5 separate regions of the Sus scrofa genome follow, and all the other regions are linked to region 2. The links are chromatin contacts, called in public Hi-C, HiChIP or PLAC-seq and promoter capture Hi-C maps. All regions are on one chromosome and are shown on one strand. The core of a region is the stretch at or near the end of the contact, and the rest is flanking DNA. Distances in the headings are between cores, read along the strand shown.

The links. Promoter capture Hi-C pulls out the DNA fragments that hold promoters and counts their contacts. Hi-C and Micro-C count contacts between places; a contact is called where the count stands out from the background. HiChIP or PLAC-seq counts read pairs in DNA pulled down with a chosen protein or histone mark.
Region 1: a contact with region 2 is called in an H3K27ac HiChIP or PLAC-seq map of skeletal muscle, with 9 times the contacts expected there. The contact joins the promoter of COL14A1 here to the promoter of MTBP in region 2. A contact is called at or near these places in 1 of 5 promoter capture datasets (fetal skeletal muscle), 1 of 47 Hi-C or Micro-C datasets (embryonic fibroblasts) and 2 of 2 datasets of contacts at active chromatin or transcription factors (alveolar macrophages and skeletal muscle).
Region 3: a contact with region 2 is called in a Hi-C map of skeletal muscle, with 9 times the contacts expected there. The contact joins the enhancer-like site here to the promoter of MTBP in region 2. A contact is called at or near these places in 3 of 5 promoter capture datasets (fetal skeletal muscle, liver and skeletal muscle), 24 of 47 Hi-C or Micro-C datasets (adipose tissue, alveolar macrophages, brain and 13 more) and 1 of 2 datasets of contacts at active chromatin or transcription factors (skeletal muscle).
Region 4: a Hi-C map of skeletal muscle shows a contact between it and region 2, with 2.7 times the contacts expected there. The contact joins the promoter of SNTB1 here to the promoter of MTBP in region 2. A contact is called at or near these places in 1 of 5 promoter capture datasets (liver), 10 of 47 Hi-C or Micro-C datasets (alveolar macrophages, embryonic fibroblasts, epiblast stem cells and 5 more) and 1 of 2 datasets of contacts at active chromatin or transcription factors (skeletal muscle).
Region 5: a promoter capture Hi-C map of liver shows a contact between it and region 2, with 5 times the contacts expected there. The contact joins the enhancer-like site here to the promoter of MTBP in region 2. A contact is called at or near these places in 3 of 5 promoter capture datasets (fetal skeletal muscle, liver and skeletal muscle), 10 of 47 Hi-C or Micro-C datasets (blood, fetal skeletal muscle, fibroblasts and 5 more) and 1 of 2 datasets of contacts at active chromatin or transcription factors (skeletal muscle).

Annotation. Positions count from the first base shown.
Region 1 is chr4:18,923,688-18,926,387 of Sscrofa11.1, reverse strand. It overlaps COL14A1 (collagen alpha-1(XIV) chain), which reads left to right and starts at 1,277. Exons shown (of 48, transcript XM_013996512.2): 1 at 1,277-1,658.
Region 2 is chr4:18,607,448-18,610,147 of Sscrofa11.1, reverse strand. MTBP (mdm2-binding protein) reads left to right here and starts at 1,446. Exons shown (of 22, transcript XM_021088982.1): 1 at 1,446-1,699; 2 at 2,525-2,605. The coding sequence starts at 1,582. It overlaps MRPL13 (mitochondrial ribosomal protein L13), which reads right to left and starts at 1,229. Exons shown (of 7, transcript NM_001243415.1): 1 at 1,173-1,229. The coding sequence starts at 1,199.
Region 3 is chr4:18,177,749-18,180,448 of Sscrofa11.1, reverse strand. No RefSeq gene overlaps it. Among named protein-coding and RNA genes, the nearest start is that of SNTB1, 110 kb to the left of the region's middle. Within about 2 kb of position 1,443, at least 11 of the 83 cell types and tissues checked have an H3K27ac peak or open chromatin away from gene starts, as enhancers often do. A contact at or near this core is called in fetal skeletal muscle and skeletal muscle, where this site is marked.
Region 4 is chr4:18,287,348-18,290,047 of Sscrofa11.1, reverse strand. It overlaps SNTB1 (beta-1-syntrophin), which reads right to left and starts at 1,292. Exons shown (of 8, transcript XM_021088981.1): 1 at 1,158-1,292; 2 at 209-993. The coding sequence starts at 788.
Region 5 is chr4:18,195,967-18,198,666 of Sscrofa11.1, reverse strand. No RefSeq gene overlaps it. Among named protein-coding and RNA genes, the nearest start is that of SNTB1, 91 kb to the left of the region's middle. Within about 2 kb of position 1,381, at least 13 of the 83 cell types and tissues checked have an H3K27ac peak or open chromatin away from gene starts, as enhancers often do. A contact at or near this core is called in fetal skeletal muscle, liver and skeletal muscle, where this site is marked.

The sequences.
Region 1 (2,700 bases), core at 28-2,527, 320 kb before region 2:
TGGATTTTGTCTCCTAAAAAGTTGTACCCGCTGCCTGACCCAAGATAGTCGAGATCACTGGAGCGCGGAAGCAAAACGGCGGTTGTCTCGGGCCCCATCCTGTGGCCAGACTTGAGGCCCATTTGGAAAAGGACCGACGGAAGAAGGGTGGCGGTAGGGGCTGGAGAGGGCCCTTTGCACTCCAACTGTAGGACGAGCGGGGAAGTTCAGAGCACGGTATTAGCGGATTCAAATATCAGAAAATTTGGGGAAAGCAGAGGAGGTGGCTTGGGAAGGTTGGAATATCCGAAGGACTCCCTTGAAAGGGAGTGGGTGGGTCACGGCCCCTTTTTCTGTATTCTCAGTTGGGCATGGTGGAAGCACGTTTGAGGACCCTTTAAGAGTTCCACTTGCCCTGTCTCTCCTCGCCATCATCAGCCTTCAGTGGGAATGAAACACCTGCTTGTCAGTTTTCCAAGACAAGAGAGTATTTTTTCAAAAAAGTGGCTTCTTGATAATTCTCAGTTGTTGTACCTCCCTCGCCAACATTTGTGCGCACACAACAAGCTGGATTGTAAAGACGCCGCGGGAAGGAGAGGGCGGTCGTTCTCAAGGTTAAAAAATGAGTAATGATGACTTTCCAAGGAGCCCAGCGGATGACCGCGCAGGGCCGAATCCCTGGAGACCTAGCGCAGGGCTCTGGCGCGCCTCGTGGTAGAGCCTGGCGGAGGGTGGCCTCCACAGACCAGGACCACCAGGGTGTTTGATAAATGCAGATTCCCTGGGCTAAGCCCAGACCTGTTGAAACAGGATCTCTACGAGTGAGCATATGCACTTTGGGAAGTCCAACCCCTGGACACAGCCAACATGCGTCCTTTAAAGCATACAGAAATGTCTTTTTCAACACTTGTGATTCTCCTGCACATTAAAGTTTGAACATCGCTGCTTTGGCGTTTTATTACCCTTGATCGGGAAAAGGAAAGGAGAGGAGGGGAGAAAAGGTACTACTTCTTTCCAGCGAGTGTGGCTCCCGAGCGCAGGGTCCTTGACCAGGCTGGTATTTGGGAATAGGGAAGTGGGTACACTCGCACCTGCGTAAGGAAGGGCTCCAGATCTGGTAAAGCAATCGCAGGGTCTTCTGGTTCAGCAACAAGCCCCTCGCTAGCCTTGGCGAGAGTGGAGGGGCAGAAGCTGCTCTTTCCTAGCCCGCTGCGGCGCGCACCTGGGGCGGCCGCCAGGTCTGGGCTGGCGCTCGAACGGCGCTGGGCTGGCTCCTCGCAGCATCTTTTGTGGGGCCAGGGTTGGGGAGAAGAGGAGGAGGGAAAGTGTGTGTGTGGGGGGGGACGCTTTAGGGACGTAGGCCTGCCTCCCATCACCCCAACCCCCGCCCCCGCGGCCACCTTCCGCTTTATAATTGGCCGCCGGCGGGCTTTCCTTTCCTCTTATCTGATTCTGGGCAGAAGGGAAGCACTGGAGAAGAGGAGGCGGCTTTGAGTGGCCAGGGCTGGGAGCAGGGGAGAGTAGGGGAGAAGGGGAGGGATAGGGGCCAATTAAAAGGGGGCGAGGGGCGGGAAGCGCGCGAGAGCTGTGCGCCACCACGAACCTGTTCGCGGCGGATCTTGGATCTTCCTTAGGCACCCAGAGGTCCCCTACCTGGGCTGAAACTTTGCTCTGAACAGGTCAGTTCCAGTCTTTCTCTGCTCTTCCTTCGTTCGGCTTTGAAAAGTTTATTGTTGAGGAAGGGAAAGTGGAGAGGGCGAGCCACCTGCAGACGCAGTGCAATTAAGAGACCACCTCTCCTCGCGCCCGCCGGTGATGGCCCCGAACCACTGAGGTGGGATGGGGTAGTGCACCCAGATGCCTCCTCGCAGGGGGTCACTGGACAGGGAGATTGCAGGCACTGTGTGAAGATGCCTTGTGTTGCTCTCAGGAGCTTTTCCCTCTGTGCTTAAGTGCTGTGAGCGCGCGGCGGGAAGGAGCAGGTTTGGCTTCGAGACAGTAAAGACTCCAGCATTTTCAAGTAGAAGGGGCTTCATAAAAGTGACCATTCTGGTGAAAGGGGGGGGGGCTTTAGGGTTTGTTTTGGAGGGATGTATACAAATAGAAAGCACGGGGTTGCTCGGGAGAACAGTCGATGGAGCTCACAGAGGACAAAACTCACCCAGCCCCCAGTGAGTGATTGGCTCTAGGGGCCAGGTGCCAGATGCAAACAAGAGGGAGCACATCGAGCGCATCAATGCAGGATGTTGGCATTAGTAGTAGCTCTTAAACATCTCTGCACCAGGAAGTCTGAATGCTTAGCGCAGTTTTGCTTTGGTGTCTGGATGCAGGAGGTTTCAGCTTTATGATGCACCACCACGCTGTGATATTGGAGGGTCTTCTCCACTCTGGCTTTTCCACCTCTCCCCTCCTCCCCTCCTTTTATCTCTCTGGACTGCTGGCTGCTCTGACCTCCCTAGTTCGCAGCGCATGGACGGAGATACATCTGGTGGAGCTGGGCTTTAGCGTGCACCACACACAGGCAAGACTGGATTAGGGGCCAGCCAAAAGCAGCCGGCACTGGGCCACTGGAGTGGCCTTAGTCCTAAGCAGAGGTCTGAACACTGCCTGCAAGTCCAGGGCACAGGCACTCGGATTTTGGAGCTGGGTTCTCGGGTCCTCTGTGTGAAGAACACCCTGTGATGTGCCAAGTTCAGGGTTGAGCCTCCCGGGTCCGTTCTG
Region 2 (2,700 bases), core at 197-2,696:
ATCCACTGGGTGAGGCCAGTGATCTAATCTACATCTTCACAGAGAAGTTAGGTTCTTAGCCCTCTGAGCCACAACTGGAACTCCCAGACCCACAACTTTAAATGCCACTTCTATGCTTATGATTCCTTAATTCACATCTCCATCCTGAACCTCTTTCCTGAACTCTACGCTTGTACTCAACTGCCCATTTGACATAGGCACTACAGTGTTTCCTAAACCATGTGTAACAAAAGATTAGTTCTTTTCCAATCCATTGCAGACCAAATACTGTGATAGAAAAAAACTTTGATAAACAATTAAGATCCTGCCACAATGTCAAATTGCTAGGTTTTTGGTTTTTTTAATGTTTCGTTTTACTTCCTGTATTTACCTCATCAGAGACAAGTAACAGTCCAAGGAAGGAATCACAGCTGGAGCAAGATTAGGCTAAGTGGCTTCTTAGATCAACGTACCCAAAACTGAACTCCTGCTCTTCCTTCTGAACCCTGCTTCAATTTCAGCCTTCCTTATCTCCGCTGATGGAACATCCTTCTGCTTGTTGAAATAAAAAACCTTGGAATAATCCTTGTCTCTTCTTTTACTGTCGGCCCACATTCAATCCTTCAGTAAATCCTACTGGCTCCACCTTGAAAAAGAACGTGACCACTTTTTGGCACTGTTACTAAGCCTGGCTTGTGCCACTAACGTGTGGAGCCTAGATTGTTGCAATAACCTTCAAATAGATTCTTAGCTTGTATCCTCCACCAACCCCCATCTCTAAACAGTCTATTCAGCAGTCAGAGTGCTCCTTTTAACACCCAAGTGAGATTAGTTACTCTTTGGTTCAAAACCTTCCAGTCGGTCCTTACTTTGCTTTGCTCGGTAAATAAAACTCTTACAATAGTCTACCACGCCCAATGTGATTCATCTCATTACCTCTCTGACTTCCTTCCTAATAAGTCTTCCCGAGACAGAGGTGGGCGGGAAGGTGAAGGTGGGAATAAGGGTAGACTGAAAACGGGAGGGTAGGAGTTCCAAGAAAACTACAGCAAGTGGTGGCCAGAATCACAACCCTGGTTCGTGTTTCACCGAGACATCTTCTAGTCCAAGGACCCAGCTTCCTATCCGACTCAGCTTCACTAAATCCGACCTCCTTCTGCCAGCGTAATGAAGCTACAAGACCTTGAACTCACCTGGGGCGCCTTGGAGAAACTCGACATGTTTCCCCAGCAGCAAGACCTTCCCTTTCTCAAGATCCAAGATGTGTCCCGCCGCATCACGGGCTCGGCAGGAAACGCATAGAGCTGAGCATGTCAGTTCCTAGGCCAGCCAACACTCATCTACTTCTCCGCTTTTCTTGCATCGCTTCCAATCTTCCTACAGTAGCAATTCCGCTATGAAGGGAGGAAATGATGCACTTCTTTACAGAATAATCCCCAAAAATAGTTTGCTTGCTGGAAGCTTGCTGGAAAAGCTGCGGAAAATCGGTGGAGAACGCAGTTTCCAGCCGACCTAAGTAGAAGGGAACCGGAAGTGCATCTTTTGCGCGGGACTGTTTGGATTTGGGAGCGGAGACGTGAAACAGGGGCTCAGCTCTGAGAGATGGATCGGTACCTACTTCTTGTGATCTGGGGGGAAGAAAAAGTCCAGTCCGCCGCGGGAGCGGAGGCGGAGCACGAGCCAGGGGTTTCGTCTGTTGTGTGTACCGAGAAGCAGCCGGGTAAGCTCAGGGCTGAGAAAGAGCGGGAACGGTTTTCAGGGAGGAGAAAAAAAAATTGTGATCAAGTTTTGCTGGGGAGGGACATGTATCGAGTTGTCCTAAGAAGGTGTCACTCTATCTGGGATCGACCTGGTAAAGGCTAAAAAAAAAAAAAAAAAAAAAAAAAAAAAACTATCTTCGTGGAAAAATAGGGGCAGATTTGTGGATGCAAGATTCCAGCGCTCCAAAGTTCCCGACACATTAAAAATCTGAGTAAATTCTCTGTGCCGTGGAAATGGAATTTCTGACCTTTGGACAGATATGCATTCAATAAGCAGTTCTGCCTCCTGTGTTCCAAATGCAGGTAATACCTAAGAACGAGATGGAAAAGATCTTACTTTGCTAGAATTTACATCTTAATGGGAAGAGACATTCCGCATAAACTAAGTTAAAAAGCAAATGATAAATTTAAAACAATTCTGATCGCTTGAGATTGCACTGGTTTTTGGTGTTCTTGTCTAGGATCTGCATTTTATTTAGTTTGTTTTGATAGAGTGTCATTTTGAGGAGGAAGTGTATGTGTGGTTGTGTACAGAGTATTGTAACAGGATTTCTCTTTTCCATGTAAAATTATTCTTTGGGGGGAATTTTGGATTTGTGTTAACTGGCAAGCATGTGCAAACCGGGAACTTTACTTGTTTTAACCTTGCTAGCTTTAGATTTAGCATACCAAAATTTGAACAGTGTATAGTTCTTTTATGTACAACATATTGTGCTTAAGAGCCTCTTAGAAAAGGTCTAGATTACATAACTCTTGACTCTGTTAGTTTGCTATTTCTTTTTCAGACTTAAGGGCAGCAAATGTTTATCACCTCCTGAAAAGAAGCATTAGTGCTTCGATTAATCCAGAAGATAGTACTTTCCCTGGTAAGTGTAACATAAATCCCTCTTTTATGGCACAGCATTTGTATTGGAAATACATTTAATTAACTTGGTCACATGGAAATCCAAGGAACACTTGT
Region 3 (2,700 bases), core at 194-2,693, 430 kb after region 2:
AGATCAGGCTCAGTGTATTCTTAGATGAGGCATTACCTTGAGATTCTCATTTTAAAATAATATAATACTTCCATATATAAAAGAGATAGGTGGAGTTCCTGTTGTGGCTCAGCAGTAATGAAACTGACTGGTAGCCATGAGGACATGGGTTCAATCCCTGGCCTCGCTCAGTGGATCTGGTGTTGCTGTGAGCTGTGGTTAGGTCACAGACGTGGCTCAGATCCCACGTTGCTGTGACTGTGGCTTAGGCCAGCAGCTGCAGCTGCAGCTCCGATTCAGCCCCTAGCCTGGGAACTCATGTGCTGCAGGTGTGGCCCTAAAAAACAAACAAAAAAAGATATAACAAGAACCTACTATATAGTACAGGGTAATCTACTCAATACTGTATAATAAGCTATATGGGAAAAGAGTCTAAAAAAGAATGCGTATGTGTTTATGCATAGCTGATTTACTTTGCTGTGCACCTGAAATGAACACAACCTTCTAAATCAACTATACTCCAATAGAATTTATTAAAAAATAATAATAAAATAAAATAACCTAATGATATGGGCTTATGTTCCTTCAGAATGGACATTTTTCTCTTTAAAAATAGAGTGATAAAAAAAGGAAAATTAATGAAAGATTCTGGTCAAAGTCCTAAGGCTTTCTGTAACTACCAACTTAATTTGTCCCATAAAAGACTGTATAATGATATTTAATTATCCCAATGGTGCTTGCTCTGTTTAGTTTAGGATCTGTAATTTTCCTGGGTTGACATAATAAGAACAAAGAAAGGAGGAGTTATTGATGGGGCAAGAGTGGAGAATGGATTGTTCTATGTCCTTTAAAGGGAGTCTTGAGTGGATTTACCAGGAGAGTAAAATGCACTGTGACAGAAGAGGACATGCTGTGATTCTAGCAGCCACTGAGAAGGTCCTCCTGCCAAAAATAGACCCACCTGCTTGTGGATGTCTCGCATTCCTTTGACTGGGGATAATGCCAGAAAGGCCAGCTGTTCCCTCAGATACTCCTCCCACAGGCTGGCTGAGACTTGAAATTCCAGCCTTGAACTTAAGGCTAAATTTTCCTCCACAATCTACCCCAAAGCACGTATCTCTCTCCCTCCCCTAACTCTCAAATAAAGGGGTTAACAGATATTTACACCACAGTATGAATTATATAGACTTGGGCAAAGAACAGAAATTATGGACGCAGGGGAAGTTTTGGTCCCTTCTTCCCCCCTTTGGTCAAGCCCATAATTGCTTATGAAGTAGTTTCCTTTTTTTTTATAAAATAAGACTAAACCAAACCAACAGGACTCTTGGTAGGGTAAAATTTGACAAATGCCAAGATCTGATTAGCAAAAGGCTAGGGACAACCCAAATGTCTATCAAAGGGAGGCCAGTTAAATAAACTTCGCAGCATTCACACAGGGCCCTATTACACAGCTGTAAAAACCTCTGTGTACTAATAAAGAGGTACAGCCAGGACATACTGTTAAGTAACACAAACAAAATGCATCACAGTGTTTGCACCATGCTATCACTTAGATAAGAAAGGAGGAGTTGGGAGTTCCCTGGTGGCCTAGTGGTTAGGGATCTTGTGTGGTCCCTGCCATGGTGTGGTTTTGACCCTTGGACCAGGAACTTCCACATTCCCTGAGTATGGCAAAACAAAACAAAACAAAAAAAAAAAAAGAAAAAAGAAAAAAAGAAAAAAGAGGAGTCATAGTAAATACATAATTCTTTATAATTTCAGTAGTTGGATAAACCAAAAATTAAAAGTGGAATGGAGGGAGCAAGGAGGGAGAGGACTTGAAGAGCGCACAGGCTTCCCTATGCAACTTACTTTGTTTTTTGACTTTGGAAGCATGGAAATGGTTTACATCATTAAGAACAAAGTTAAATCCATGTGAAAATTTTGCACACCAAAATATAACAAGTCCTAAAACTTTAAACTGGAAAAAAAAAATGAACCAAACTTTATATCAATTCTGTGACATGACCATCTCAAGAATTATTTCAAGTGATTTTAGAACACCTATGTGGATTGTACATTCCTAGGGGAATATGTCCTAAGGATAAAATGAAGTGTAAAAACCTCTTAGACTCAATTCCTTTGGCTAGTTGTTAGTGATATTATATTATTATTTTGAACACCATTATAGGGAAAGCAGGATAAAGCAACTAAGTAATTAAATTAGTGTTCTTAGGGGATGAGATTTTGAGTTTTTTAAAAAAGATAAAATATAAAATAAAGGAATCAATGTAAAAATTCTGTAATCTTTGATTTGAATTAGAAATATCAGTATGAATTTGTGATTTATTTTTCTCTTTCTAAAAACTAAAATTGTCCTAGTCCTGTCCACTGAAAAGACCTAAAAACATGACCAGCTCAGTTTTATTGATCATTCTAGGAACTCAGAATGTAAAATCTAAGTATCATTTCCATCTTAAAGGAACGAGGCTCCTTAGAATAATGGCTAATTTAACATCTAGGGCAGGAAGTGGCTGAGATGAGCCTGGGCCATGTTATTGCGCCCTGAAAGCAAGACTATGAGCCGGAGTTCCAGTTGTGGTGCAGCGGAAATGAATCCAACTAGGAACCATGAGGTTGCAGGTTCAATCTCTGGCCTCACTCAGTGGATTAAGGATCTGGCATTTTGTGAGCTGTGGTATAGGTCGAAGATGAGGCTCAGATCTTGTGTCACTGTGGCTG
Region 4 (2,700 bases), core at 43-2,542, 320 kb after region 2:
CCGAGACTTTGCCTACACCTCTGCTGGGTCAACGCCTCGCAGGTGGGGACAAGTGGCCCCCAAGTGGGTCAAAGTTGTCAAAACTCCGCCACCCGCGCCCGGCGGTCCCCTGGGGTGTGGCGGCACGTGGGTGGGTGTGAGGATGCGGCGGGAGGAGGCGGTTGGGGTGTGCGTATCCCAGGCAGCCCGCGCAGCGTTAACCCCTCACCTTCCAGCAGCACTTCCTTGCCAGCGCGCTTCAGCGCCTGCACCGCCTCGTCGTGGGTGGCGTCCCGCAGGTCGGCCCCGTTCACAGACAGGATGGCGTCGCCCACGTACAGGGCTTGGGTCTGGTCCGCCGCCAGCCCCTTGAAGATCTTGCTGATGAGGATGGGCATCTTGTTCTCCTTGCCCCCCTTGATGCTGATGCCCAGCCCGCCCAGCTCCTGCTTCAGCACCTTCACGCCGCGCTTCTGGTTAGAGATGGACTCGGGCACCTGCTCCGGCAGGTCGGTGAAGGCGGTGCGGACCCCGGCGGGAGAGTCCGGGGGCTGCGCGCCGCCTGCGCCTGGGTGCCCGGGGCCGGCGCCCCTGCAGAACGAGCCATTGGTGGCGGTCCCGATGCCGTTGTACGCCGCAGCGCCTTCCTCGCAGCTCAGAACCAGGGCGTCTTCGCTCAAGTTCACCAGAACTTTGTGCCAGCGATCCCGCACCAAAACTTCCAGCAGCCCGCTCCGCTGCGCCCGGCCGCCTCCCCCGCCGGCCGGCCCCGCTGCCACTGCCGCTGCCGCCGCCGCTGCTACCGCCATCTTTCCGGCATTCTTAAAATGCCGTGCGATTGCAAAAGGGGGGAAAAGTGGGGAAGGGTTGCTCGGGGAGCGAGGAGAGCGCGCCCGGCAGGGAGGAGGCGGGACGCGGGACTCCGCTCCGCGACTTCGCTGGAGCGCCCGGCGCGAGTTGGCAGCCGCAGTCGGCAGCTTCCCCCTGGCCTGATCCCGGGCGGGGTGGAGCTACCTAAAAGAAGAAGGAGAGACAGAAACAGTGGAGGGGGGCAGCCAGCTGCCAGTTGCAAAACCCCAAACCCAAGGGAAGCCGCGAAACAGCTAAGCGCGGGGGAGGTTCGGAGGGGGAGTCCCTCGCCGGGAAGGGCGGGGACCCAGCGCCTGGCGGCCGCTCACCTGTTCCAGCCGCCGCAGCCTCGGCGGTCACACGCCGCGCGTCCTCTCAGACCCTCCCCGCCTCCGTGCTCTGAGCGCACGTCGCCGCAGGGACAGCTTCCCTCCACCCCGCCCCCAGCCGTCTCTCGTCCACTCACCCTTCTCCCTCGGCGCCTATTCCGCACCCCGCACGGTCTGGGTGTCCTGCCTTGGTCCGCTCACTGGATGCTCTGAAGCCCCCTATCACACCCTCTGTCGAACGGTCTCTCCGCCCTAACCCCTAATTGGGTCTAGTCTCTTCACTCTGGCTTCCAAAAGCCAAGTCTTGGCTTCGGTTCTTACCTGTCTCTCCTTTCCGCAGAGGCTCTCAGGTGGGCTCAGACCAGACGGACAGCCTGGGTTCCCTGAAAGGCAAGAGGGAAGGTTGTCCCAGGAACCCAGGATGAAATGTCAGCATAACCCCAGTGCAGGGAAACTTCTCCTTAAATGCAGGACATCTTTTCTGCTAGGTCTCTGAAGAGGTGTCTCTATGGCTGCGGTTTTCAGCAGGTCACTGTTGGCCCCAGACCCCAGGGACAATTTTTCTTCCTGCCCTAGTACATTACATGCTCTCTGCTCCTGATCTATCCTCTCCCGCCCCAGCAATGCCACGCCAAATGCTTCCTGGGACTTTGTCTGTCTTCCCTGGGTCCAATAGAAAAAAGTCCACTATTTAAGAACTCGGTTGCAATGGATTGTTATCTCAGAAGTTCCTTTCTGAGTGACTTGGAACTCAAGCTGCTTTTTCCTGGGAAACGATATTATAAATTATTGGTTATCTTCCCAGGCCAATCCAGAAGTGCCAACACATGTCTTAGATGAATCTCCCAGAATCCTCCTGGTCCTGGAAACTCTCAGGGGTCCTCCACCCTATGCACATCTCAGGGAGCTCTGGAAGTGTTTCATTCATCTCATCTACCTTCCTTTCCACTTCTTTCTGTGCTTTCTTTGAAACCAAACCAAACCCAAATTCACAAATCAGAGAATTCCTAAAGGTAAATGCAACCCAGCAAGGTGTCAGGAGGAAAGAAATCTTATTGAACACATTGCCACTGAGCTGATGAACAGCATCATTGAAAGTTCTCTAACCCTTCTCAAATGACTCACATTTTTAATTGTGAATGTTTAAAAACACAGAGCAATTCCCAATCTCCAGAGCCTGGGTGGTTGGTATTCCAGGCAGGTGCCAGAAATGAAATGAAAACATTTGGATTTTTCTTTCTTTCTTTTTTTTTTTTTTTATAAGTCACTACAGGTAGGTCATGAGAAACTCTTAGGTTTATACTTCTACTTACAGAATCCTTATTGCCTATATTTCTAACCAGTGTTCCGGAAGCTCTTTATTCATTCAGGTAAAGGTACCCAGGGACAGCAGTACCAGGATCAGTCAAGGAGCTATGAGGGGTGGGACCACGGTATTGGGTGGTAAAACCAGCTGAGGCTGCCCTCTGCTTTAGAGACTAAGGACTTGCACACACACATCGCTCTGCAGGAAAATCAGAGCCTGAGTGTCTGTGTTCTAACC
Region 5 (2,700 bases), core at 132-2,631, 410 kb after region 2:
TGCACGTACGCTTTGGGAAAGTGGTGAAAGCAGCCAGGTAGTCCAAATGTCACCATATGGACACTGACCCAAGAGGCGGGATGGGCAGATGAAGCTTCTATAACAGCCTATGCCCCAGGGGAAAGACCCCTCCTACATTCACAGTGGCTCTTACCGCGCAAGTGGCAGCTGACCACAGCAGCTGCATTGAGCCCGGACTCTTCTTGGGCTCATGGCTTTGGTGGCCAGGGGGGCATGCGGTAGCACAGCAGGATGCTTGGGTAGTGAATGAGCCAAGGGTGCCTGATGGCTTTTACTCTGAAATAGAGGCAGCTGCAGCTGCATTGAAAGTGTGCAGCCACCGTGGGACTAAATGGCTCTCCTCTCTGCAAAATCGCGGCTAAATATTTGACCTGGGGAAGGCCTGCAGGAGAGTGGTAGCCTGAAAGAGGCCAGAAGAAACTTCTGAAGATGACAAAGAGGGGGCTGGAGCTGGAGCTGGAGAGGTTTAATTTCATTCAAATATTCAAATAGCTAGGTTTGACATTATTTGGTATCCTACATGGGTGAAGAAGAAAGTGTACACCTATCACTGCCTCTCTCCTCAGAATATTCACTGAGGTACGTATTATTAGCTATGTTTTGTGGATCAAGAAACCGAGGTGGAAAAAGATTAAGTGACTTGCTCAAGGTCATGTGGTTGGCAAGTAGGTGGCTACCAATTTGGCCTGTAAGATGTGTTTTCACTGCAAATTGCAGCATCTCTTCTTCAGACCAAGCCTGAACGTGCTAAGTTAACATGTAAGTGCCCAATTTTACCAGAATGAATTATCCATCCCTTTGGGCCATCTGATAACCAGAAGAAGCACATAGCTTGGCAAGGAGACCCTATTGTTACTGCATTTTGTAACAGGCATTATTCGGGTAGAGCAGGATGACCTAAGATGTGGAATGAGATTGCTCCAATGTCTAGGAGCTGCTCCTCTATCCTTTTTTTTTTTTTTTTTTTTTTTAATTTGGCTACACTTGTGGCATGCAGAAGTTCCTGGGCCAGGGATTGAACCCGTGCCACAGCTGTACCCAAAGCCACAGCAATGACAGTGCCAGATCCTTAACAAGTGAGGCCCGAGGGAATTCCATATTCTTATCCTTTTTAGAACACTCAGGTCAAGTGCGGTTAGGCTAGCATAGCAGAATAAAAGTTCACTTGCCTTATAGGCAGCTATTGGCAGGAAGCCCAGCTAACTACGTTCAGAGGCTAACTCAAAAACTGTTTCAGGGGTTGCCAGCAGCAATGAAATGATACTAGGCATGGTTTCTGAACTTGAAATTATAACAGTCCTGTAGTCAGTGACCCTTTATGTGCCTCACCATGAACTCCCTTCTGAGAAAAGCTTACACAACTACTTACTTCAGTGTTTGCCGACTCGGATGCCTACAAGGGTCAGGCCTGTGAATAAATGAGTGAAGCTAGTTTGACAGCAGGGAGATTTCAGGACTGTGTTGAACTGACAGCTTCTGGGACTTTAAACAGGTCACTCAGTACTCAGTATTGGTTGACCGTTAGTGTTTTCTGACACTCCAATTTTTTAAGGGTGGCTGGAAATCTGGGTTTTTAATATGAAAACATTCTATTTAAAAATGTCGGTTGAACATTAAATTGAAAACAAAACTGCATGAGTCAAAACTGTGCAAATCAAAGCAAACCTATCTGTGGCTGGTTCCAGTCTCCATGTTGCAATCAGCACCCTGCACAAAGGTTTCCTGCTTCACTTGCAGCACCACTGTGCCGCCTCCTGCCCCCTGCTGACTGGAGAGGAAATGGCCCTGGGGCGATGGAGTTCTCTTTAGCTTCCCCCAGAAAGGACTGGTGGGAAGCCCAGTACTGGAAGGTCACTGTTTAGCTCAATCAGATTCTTGCTCTCCTGGAACTGGATCAGAAGAAAGAGAGAGTTAAGTCATAGTAACAGGAGGAGAAGAAGCATATCCGGAGACTCACCAAGAAACCATATTCACAGAGCATTCAAACTGGGTGCCTGCTGCTGAGAGGCCGATCACATGATGGAGTGGCTAGCGCTTTTGCTGTGTACAGTGGATGACTAGAGCTAATGCTGTTTTCTGAATGATCAACAGATTTTTCATACTGTCCTGTTGTATCTTTACAATACAACCGACTGTACAAGGTAAACCTGAGTATGTCTGGGAATCCTGTAATTTCAGAGATGCTGATCAATGCCACAGCCTGTGGCCTCATACATATATTCGTTTGTAGAAGAACAACCATTCTTCCTCACAACAATTGCCTCTGATGAACATGTGATCCTGCCCCTCTTGCTGATTGGATAAGCCAGAAATACCTCTGCCAAGTTGAACCAATCAGATTCTATACCATAGTCATGTTGGATCATTCAGGAAAAAGGCCTGAATAGATAATATAAGCTCAGGACTTGAGGCTCTTCTGATGAGATGGCCATTGCTAGTAAAATTCATTAAGACAATTTACAAAGTCCAGCCAGAAGTGACTTCTGCTTCCTTTTCTAGCCTCATCACTCATCTATCTCCCTAGAAACATCCCGGCCTTCTTTCAGGTTGATACAAGGCTGTGATTGTACTGCCTCAGGGCCTTTTCATGTGCTATTCTTTCTTCCCAATGACTAGTTAGCCCCTATGAGGACTTTCAAATCCTAGCCCAACGGTCACTTCTTCAGGGAGATCTATTCT